Linked DNA regions of Columba livia: region 2 is linked to region 1. A link is a contact called in public Hi-C data. All regions are on one chromosome and are shown on one strand. The core of a region is the stretch at or near the end of the contact, and the rest is flanking DNA. Distances in the headings are between cores, read along the strand shown.

Region 1 (3,739 bases), core at 216-2,715:
ACTTGGCTGCTTGTACTTGTCAGCCCCTGTGTTTAACCACACCACAGAGCGAGCCAGGATTTGAAAATGCAAAAGATCCTGCAAAAAGCAGGCAGAGCCCTGTCTGCTTCTGTGGCTCCGGGGCACAAGACGGGGAAGTGAGGAAGCCCTGTGCATATGCCCCCAGCCTGGGAGCCATCTGGTTCCCTCAGCCCTCCACAGGGCACCTGGCTGCCAGCAAGGTCTGGCTCGGCAGCGTCTCCACGCTGCACAGGCAGCAGCTCAGGGGGCTGTGGCTGCCAAGGCTCCACAGGGCCACGTGGCAGCAGGTGGAGATCGCTGAGACCTGCTTGTCACAGGGGCTGCACAGCGTCTGCTCAGCTGGGGCTTCTCATTTGCTGTCCCCTTGCTTTGTGGTCTGGAGGAGGAAGGGCTGAACTCTTCCCTCCTGCCACTATCCAGCAGCAAAGGGTGGAGGGTGCATGCTCCCTTCTCCTGCCTGCCCCATTCTGTTTTGGGAAGGAGAAGGTGGCATTGCAAGTGTGGTGCTCGGACGGACTTGCCTGGGTTCCCGTGTTTGCCTGTGCTGAAAAGTCAGAGCTCTGTCCAAAGTACGAGCCTGGGCCACGCTGCAGCTCATGAAAGCAAAGCACATGCGCATGTGTTTTGGGTGCCGGTCCCTGGGCTGGCTATGGGGTTCCTGCCAGAGCCAGCACTGCCTGACACCAGGGCATCACTGGGAGTCCTACCTAGGAAGGGATATAACCACCACCCTGTGTCCAATGGTGCTGTGTGGCCAGGAGCACAGCAATGACTTCTATCCTCTCCAAACCACCATATTCCTGTCCCCCCATACTTACAGGGCTCGTGGATGCCTGGGTAGTCGCTGAACTCCAGCACGTAGAGGTGTCGGCCCTCGACGCTGCGGCCGATGCTGTAGATGCGGGTGACGTAGGGGCACTGGCTCTGCACGCGGAACAGGGCCTGCACCATCTCCTCGTAGCGATGGTGGAGAAAGCTGAGAGCAGCCGCCCCCTCGAGCAGGATCAGGGCTCCCACGAGGGGCCGCAACCACCGAGCCATCCTCCCGGCGCCCAAACCAGCTCCAAGCCCCCGGTTCCCTCCCAGCCGGGAGCTTAAAGTGCAAACTCCAACCAGCTCTTTCCAGTTTCCGAGTGCCAGCCCCCGGCACCTGCGGGCGGGGGGCGGTGGGAGCGGGGCGCGCCGGGGCCCCGCAGCGCAGGAACGCTCCCCCCGCCCGCCCTCCCGCCCGCCGCGGCGAACACCCTCTCCGCCGTCGGGGAAGTTTCCCCCTGCTCCAGCTCACTTATTAACCGGATAGTAAACAGGCCCCGGCAGCCACTGGCTGTCACTGCAGAAGAAGCGCAGGGCTGGAAAACTGGCTGCGGAGGGCGTCGGGGCTGCCAAAGCGCACGGCAAGCGGCGGGGCGGGGGAGAGGAGAAGGGGGCGGTGGGCGGGGGGCATGCCCGTCGTCGAGCCCGTCGGTGGGGCAAGAGCCGAGCGGGGTGGGGGGTGGGAACGGTGCCGGGGCGGCCCCGGTGACCGCACTGCTGCTGCAGCTTTGCCCAGCGCGGGCAGCTCCCGCCGCTCCTCCCGGGGCCCCGCCGCCAGCTCGGAACTGCTCCTGCTCTCCTGCCCCATCTCCTGGGGAAACAGAAAGAGACATCACCGCAGGCTTTGCGGGTCTCCCAGGCCCTGTGCCTCGGCCCCTGCTCGCCCGGCAGTCCCGCTGCTCCCGAGACAAACAGAGGCGCAGACCGCATCGCTCTCCCCGGAGCTGCCAGCCCAGGCAGCCCAGCTAGGAAACCGCAAGGGGGGGACAGGGCAACGTGGGGTCTGATGGAGGGGTTGTTTACTGAACACATACCAGCAAGGAGAGTGCTGCTCTGAGCTCAGGTGTCACCCTGCTCTGCACTGGAAGTGACCAAGATAATGGTCTCTGACAGGCATCAGGCAATGAGCAGCAGAAGAAAGCTCAACAGCCTAAAGCCAGATGAAAGTGCCCCACTGTCTGCTAATAAACAGAATTGCAGACTGTTTCTGACATTGGGGGAAGCTGGTTCCTCTCCACCTCTCTCTTATTATACGTACCCTTGCCCCAGTGGGCAGCGGCCACCTCGAGGTCCCTGTGCTCTGCCCATGGATGGGTGCAGCTGTGGGAGGCAGCCTTGCTTTGTAGCCTTACCCCATGGGGCTAGAAGTCCACATCTTAGTGGCTCTGATGGAGATCTTTATTAGAACGTCCCTGACACAGAGCCCAAAAGTGACTACAAACAGCCAGAAGATTTACCATCACACCTGGATGTGTCAGGAGAAAGTCTCCCTTTGCTAACGTGAGCCACACTGCTCTGTCCATGTCATCCTGGAAAGGAGCTCCTCCTGTCATCAGCAATGGGCTTCTCAGGCTACTCAGTGCCATGCTAAACATCTGTCTTCCCTTCAGCCTTGAGGTGGATCCATGCTACATTGCTCTAAACTCAGTGACAAGGTTTGCTCTAGCTGCCTCTCCCCCCAGCAAAGCATCCTCTTACCAGTGCTGCCCAGCACCAGCGCTGCCCTACCTGTCCTCCACATCCACTTGGGTCACTGACCACCTTTCTGCATCAGTTTCCCAAGAAGTGCAGTGGTTAAACCAAGGAGCCACTATTTATATCCTCTAATGCAAGCAGTGCAGACTGGTGGGCAAAGCACACAGCCTGTCTGCTCCTGGCCTGGCTTACTCAGATTTTCCCACTTCCAACTTTCTTCTGGCCCAGTCCCACCATACCAGTCCTTTCTGTCCTTGTCCCTGTGCATTCTTGGTCTCCTGCCCCATCTGCACAGCATCCTCCTCTCAATTATGGCCCCTTTAAAGAAAACAAAAAACCAAAAAAAAACAGGTTGTAAAAGTCTTAGTTTTGAATAAATATCTCTTCAAGACATGACCAGAAAAAAAGATAATATTCTACATACATAAAGATAGCATTAATACCTTCTCCCACTTAAGCTCCATCCCACCACATCTCCACTTGTCAGTCAGTCTCAGAGCAACACATGTTCAGGAGCAGGATGTCATTGCACCTATCTTTCATCACGTAACAAGAAACAGTCCTGGAGATGCTAGCTTTTCCCAGCTCTTACAGAAAACCAAGGAAAAGTAGCTGAGGCGTTAGCGGGGCACGGTGAGCACGGGTATGCGCAGCAAACCATGCCTGGTGGTATTCTGTGGAGCTGGAAGCTCACACAGCAGTGGCAAATGCCTTCGCCTCCTTTACGTCACTGCTCCCAGGGCTGCTGCCTTCCCGGGGAAGTGCTCTCCCCCCAGCTTTCAGCAACCAAGGAGATGCAAAAGGAGGTGGGCAGGTTTCCAGTGCTAGCCAGTGTTACTTGGCAGCCAGAGAGCGCTAGGCATGGCTATAGTAAAATAGCACAAACCCCATTTTTGGTCTGTCTCCCCCCTCCTCTTTCTCTTCCCAGGCTGTTTCAAGTGGCCTGCGACAGCAGTGGGAGAGTTGGAGCTGCAGTGCTGCCAAGAGATGCATGAGAAAAGCACTCGCTTTCCTATGGAGACACGCAACACTGATGTGAGAAACAACAGAAAAAAAAATGCCAGACCATTAGATCCTAAAAAGGAGCCATAAGCAAAATCTGGGGTGGGCGGAGAACACATCTGACGCACTACTAGGTCTGGAGAATTAGTCAGCATTATCCATAGCATAGAGATGGAGACAGCCTGTTATCAGGCAGCAGGTTTAAATC
Region 2 (3,934 bases), core at 1,420-3,919, 49 kb after region 1:
TTTTTTTTCCAAGGAAAGTATCACATTTCAAATGCTCTTGCACAACACACTTTCTGGCACTCACAAATCAGGTACCTTAACTAGCTTAGTTATAAATTAGCAGGCTCTGAAATAACTTATTTGCAGACAAGACCCTGATTGTACAGTGTCAGCCTTTCCCAAGCATGCTCACTATGCTTGGAATAAGGAATTAGCAACCTATTCAGACCTTGCCGGTGATATTTTCAGCAGATATTCCATTCTATGGCAACAATCAGATCCATGAAGCAGAAAGCTTGTACCTCGCTGGCAGTCCCAGGTGACGCTCAGGTAAGGAGGGTGGCAGAGCTGGAGCAGGACCAGTCCTGCTCTGGGAGGGAAGCAGAGCCAGAGACAGGACATCAGCTGCACAGCTCAAGACCTGCTGCACCCAGAGAGGCACAGATAGCTGCTGATGGTCAAAAGAATCATTTGTGAGCAGATATTAGTTTTAAAACTCTGCAGAGCAATTATCTGATGGCTGCCACAGTCTTACTGTCATACATTTAGGATAGCGGTTCTTTTGTCTGGATCAGAAGCTTCCATCAGGTCTTCATGTGACCTAGCCCTGATGGAATTAAATAAACTTAAAATAAAACATCAGAAAAAAAATCATGTTATTAGCCTTCTGTGAAACTGTTTGAACTGAGAGGCACACCAGTTACATTCATTTTGTGGTTTTCAGTCTACTAAAAAGACTTCAAAGCAAGAAAATCTGAAAACTTAATTCAAGGAATAATTCTAGTTTCAAACCTGTTAGGGAATGTCAACTTTCCAACATCTTAACTCAGATTTCAAATTTCTGATTTCAGGGTTACATGGTGCTTCTTTCTCTAAATTGATAGCTGGTCTTTTAACACCTGTGGGTCATCAAGCAAAATTTTAGGGCCAACACTAAAAGCTGCAAAAGAAATTAACTGCCTATAGAAGTGACTGATTTATCTTCTGCTGTTCATTCTCACATGAAGCAGACTTCCTCTAAACTCAGCTATGCCTGCTGGAACAACATTGCATCGCAGAAAGTCTAACATGCTAAAAATATATTCTGTAGGTATAATCTTAATTATGCCTAGGTTAAAAAGATTTTGTAACCTTGGAGATAGAAAACAGTGTAGAAATGATTATTTTTAGCATCAAGAAACTTTTCCAAGCAACAATACCACACAGTGTAAAAATATAACAGGTCAGTACACTTTGGAGATTTCAGATGTTTCATCCTCTTATGGCTAAAATACAGTGCTGTTAATCTAAGCTATATTACCCTGGAACTTTTTTTTTTTTCAGATTTATACTCCATATTACTAAAGAAATTACATAAACATACAAACATGTACGGGAACTTTAAGCATAACCTCTTTACAAACTGAGCCTGACTCAATGAAAATGGAGTTTTTCCACTTGCTTTCAAGACAACCATCCACTGTTTAAAATTTATTTTGCAATATAAGAGCAGAAATCCTAAGCAACAGTCTGAACTCAAGCTGAAGATGATAGAAATTTCTCCAGGTTTGCGGTATACTCCTCATAACTTAAAGTCCTCAGGCTGTAATCACAGACAAACATGGTCTCAGCAAGAGCACTATGGGATCAGAAATCCACATCATTTGGTTCTGTTGAATCATATTAGTATATTGACAGTCCCCTCCACTCTCTTGGTTTCTCCTCTTACAAATATGCCAAGCTGGTCTGCTGGAGCAAACCCCACTCCATCTCCTCACTGGGTACCGACTGTGTGTGACCGTAGGAGGAAATAATTGAAAGTACTGTGTGAGCAATTATCTGTTAATAACAGCTTACTTATATTAATAGCAGCTTCATGCAATTATTCTAATATCAGCAGAGAGAATCACCCTGAGTTGATGTTCTATCAGGGAAATGCACCCCATGGTGATACTTGTCTAAGTTTCTTTAGCTATGAAAAACACACAGAAAAGTTTCCCGTCTCAGAGAAAATGAAATTTTGAGTTTCAATTCTTAGTGACAAAGCCTACATGAAAGTTTATACACTGAAGATTCATTAATAAGTTTTACCAGAAGGACGTATGTGTATATCAGTCATTAATATCCAACATTTCCCAAAATGCTCAAATTTCTCATGGGCTCATTTCCTTCATGTAACAACAGCTCTCATGTGCTGAACATGTGCTCAGATTTCTTAGCCATAAAGGACAGGTCATGCTCTCCTCCACCAAAAATCAGTGTAAGCAGACAGAGAAAGACTGAGCAGCCCCAGAAAACGCAGGGGTCAGCTCCTCCCTGGAGCTGTGCTGCTGTGCACTGCTGCAGTAACTGGCACACGCTTTACCATTGTAAGAAAACAGACTTCAAGACAGCTCAGTTTAAATGCAGGCAAAATTAATACTTAACATAGGAACAATAGGGTTCTTTGTGGCAGGAAAAATGTTTTTTCCTCTGAGTGCTGGCAGATTAGCCCCAGTCTATTCTGCTTCTCTTTTGCCCTGACTGTTTTTCATTATTATTATTATTACTTTAATACTCTGTTTTAAAGAACAGTCTGGAATCCAGGAAATACAGCATTACTTACCACTGTGATACAGGCCTGCCTAGCAGTACAAAATAGGAAAACGCATTCTCCCAAAGCGGCCTCCTGTTTAAACTCACAGAACTCCTAGAATAACTGATGGGGGCTACATTAGCATGTACAAACACAAACCCTGCCAACCTCAAGCTGTTAGTCTTTTCTTATGTAGTTCCCATTGCCATCCTTCAGCTCCTGCCTCAGCATTCATTTTTCTTTCATTTTTTGATGTTTCACTTTACTCCCTTCCTCCCTCTGTTGGTTGCTCTTTCCCTTTTAACTACTCCTCTTTCTCACTTCCTATTAATTCTTCTTTTAATACAAATATTTATCTTTTCATATTTTTTACATAAGGCTTTTTCATCTTAGTTGTTAACTGTTTCTTTTATCTGAAAAGGATTTACGGCATCTCCCATTTGTTATAATTGACGTGCCTTTCTGTGTAATAAATTCTGAATGAAATGCTGCTAAACTAATTTAAAGCATAAAAGCTTGTTTTACTTCAGAAAAACAGTAAGAACATTGCTTTAAATTGTTCACAGATATAAGACCGTAAGTTAAAGATGACAGCATTTACAGTATAGTGATCAAAGTATTGCATAATTTATGCAGTAGTCTATCATCACTGCTCTAAATGACTGCCAGTAACTGAGACCTTGCAAGCATTTTGTGCATATTTAATATACATACCTTTCAAAACATGATAACGACAGCAGCAATGGACAGCTACGACAAGCTGAAGATCTACTGCATGATGCATTCATTTGTGAGAAGTGTCATTTCTCTCAATTTCTTATGCAGCAAGACTTATACAAAATTCATTTAAAAACTGCTTTGATGAAATGGTATTGGTCACCTGCAGAAAGCTAGCCTTTACAGTATTTAGTTTTTAGAGTATTTGCTAATAAATCACAGAATCACACTCATTTAAACTATAGAATACTGTTCTTATCCTCACTAATAATTAATTCTCTATTTGCAGAAGACAATTGCAGCTGTTGTTTTTTGTATTTTTTCACTTTTTTTCCTTATCTTTTTTCACCCTCAGGTGTGAAACTAAGTTCTGCAGATTGACACTATTTCCAGCTGACTGTCTGGAAATTCCTGGGATCCAGGAATGGCAAAATGCAGGAATGCAGCACTTACATTAAAATTATTTATTTAAACACACATCTGCATAAGTCTCCCAATAAATGAGCATTCTACTGAAAATCTTCCAGTTGATTTTCTTTACCTCTTCCTAATGGAAAATGGCTATTCATGATATATCTGTTAAGTCTGATTTAATAAAGGCAACTTCACCCCTACCATTATTTTATCGGAGGAAAGGACAGGTCCCTTCACTTGTAACAACTATTACCTCTCCAGGCTCACCCA

What was found. Hi-C and Micro-C count contacts between places; a contact is called where the count stands out from the background.
Region 2: a Hi-C map of liver shows a contact between it and region 1, with 4 times the contacts expected there. The contact joins the enhancer-like site here to the promoter of CPN1 in region 1. A contact is called at or near these places in 2 of 2 Hi-C or Micro-C datasets (crop and liver).

Annotation. Positions count from the first base shown.
Region 1 is chr6:15,837,459-15,841,197 of bColLiv1.pat.W.v2, forward strand. It overlaps CPN1 (carboxypeptidase N subunit 1), which reads right to left and starts at 1,466. Exons shown (of 9, transcript XM_005506979.3): 1 at 840-1,466. The coding sequence starts at 1,062.
Region 2 is chr6:15,885,397-15,889,330 of bColLiv1.pat.W.v2, forward strand. The region is part of intron 1 of ENTPD1 (ectonucleoside triphosphate diphosphohydrolase 1); the gene reads right to left. All of the region lies in intron 1 of LOC102095212 (gamma-aminobutyric acid receptor subunit pi), which reads left to right. Among named protein-coding and RNA genes, the nearest start is that of ENTPD1, 13 kb to the right of the region's middle. Within about 2 kb of position 2,670, at least 3 of the 3 cell types and tissues checked have an H3K27ac peak away from gene starts, as active enhancers do.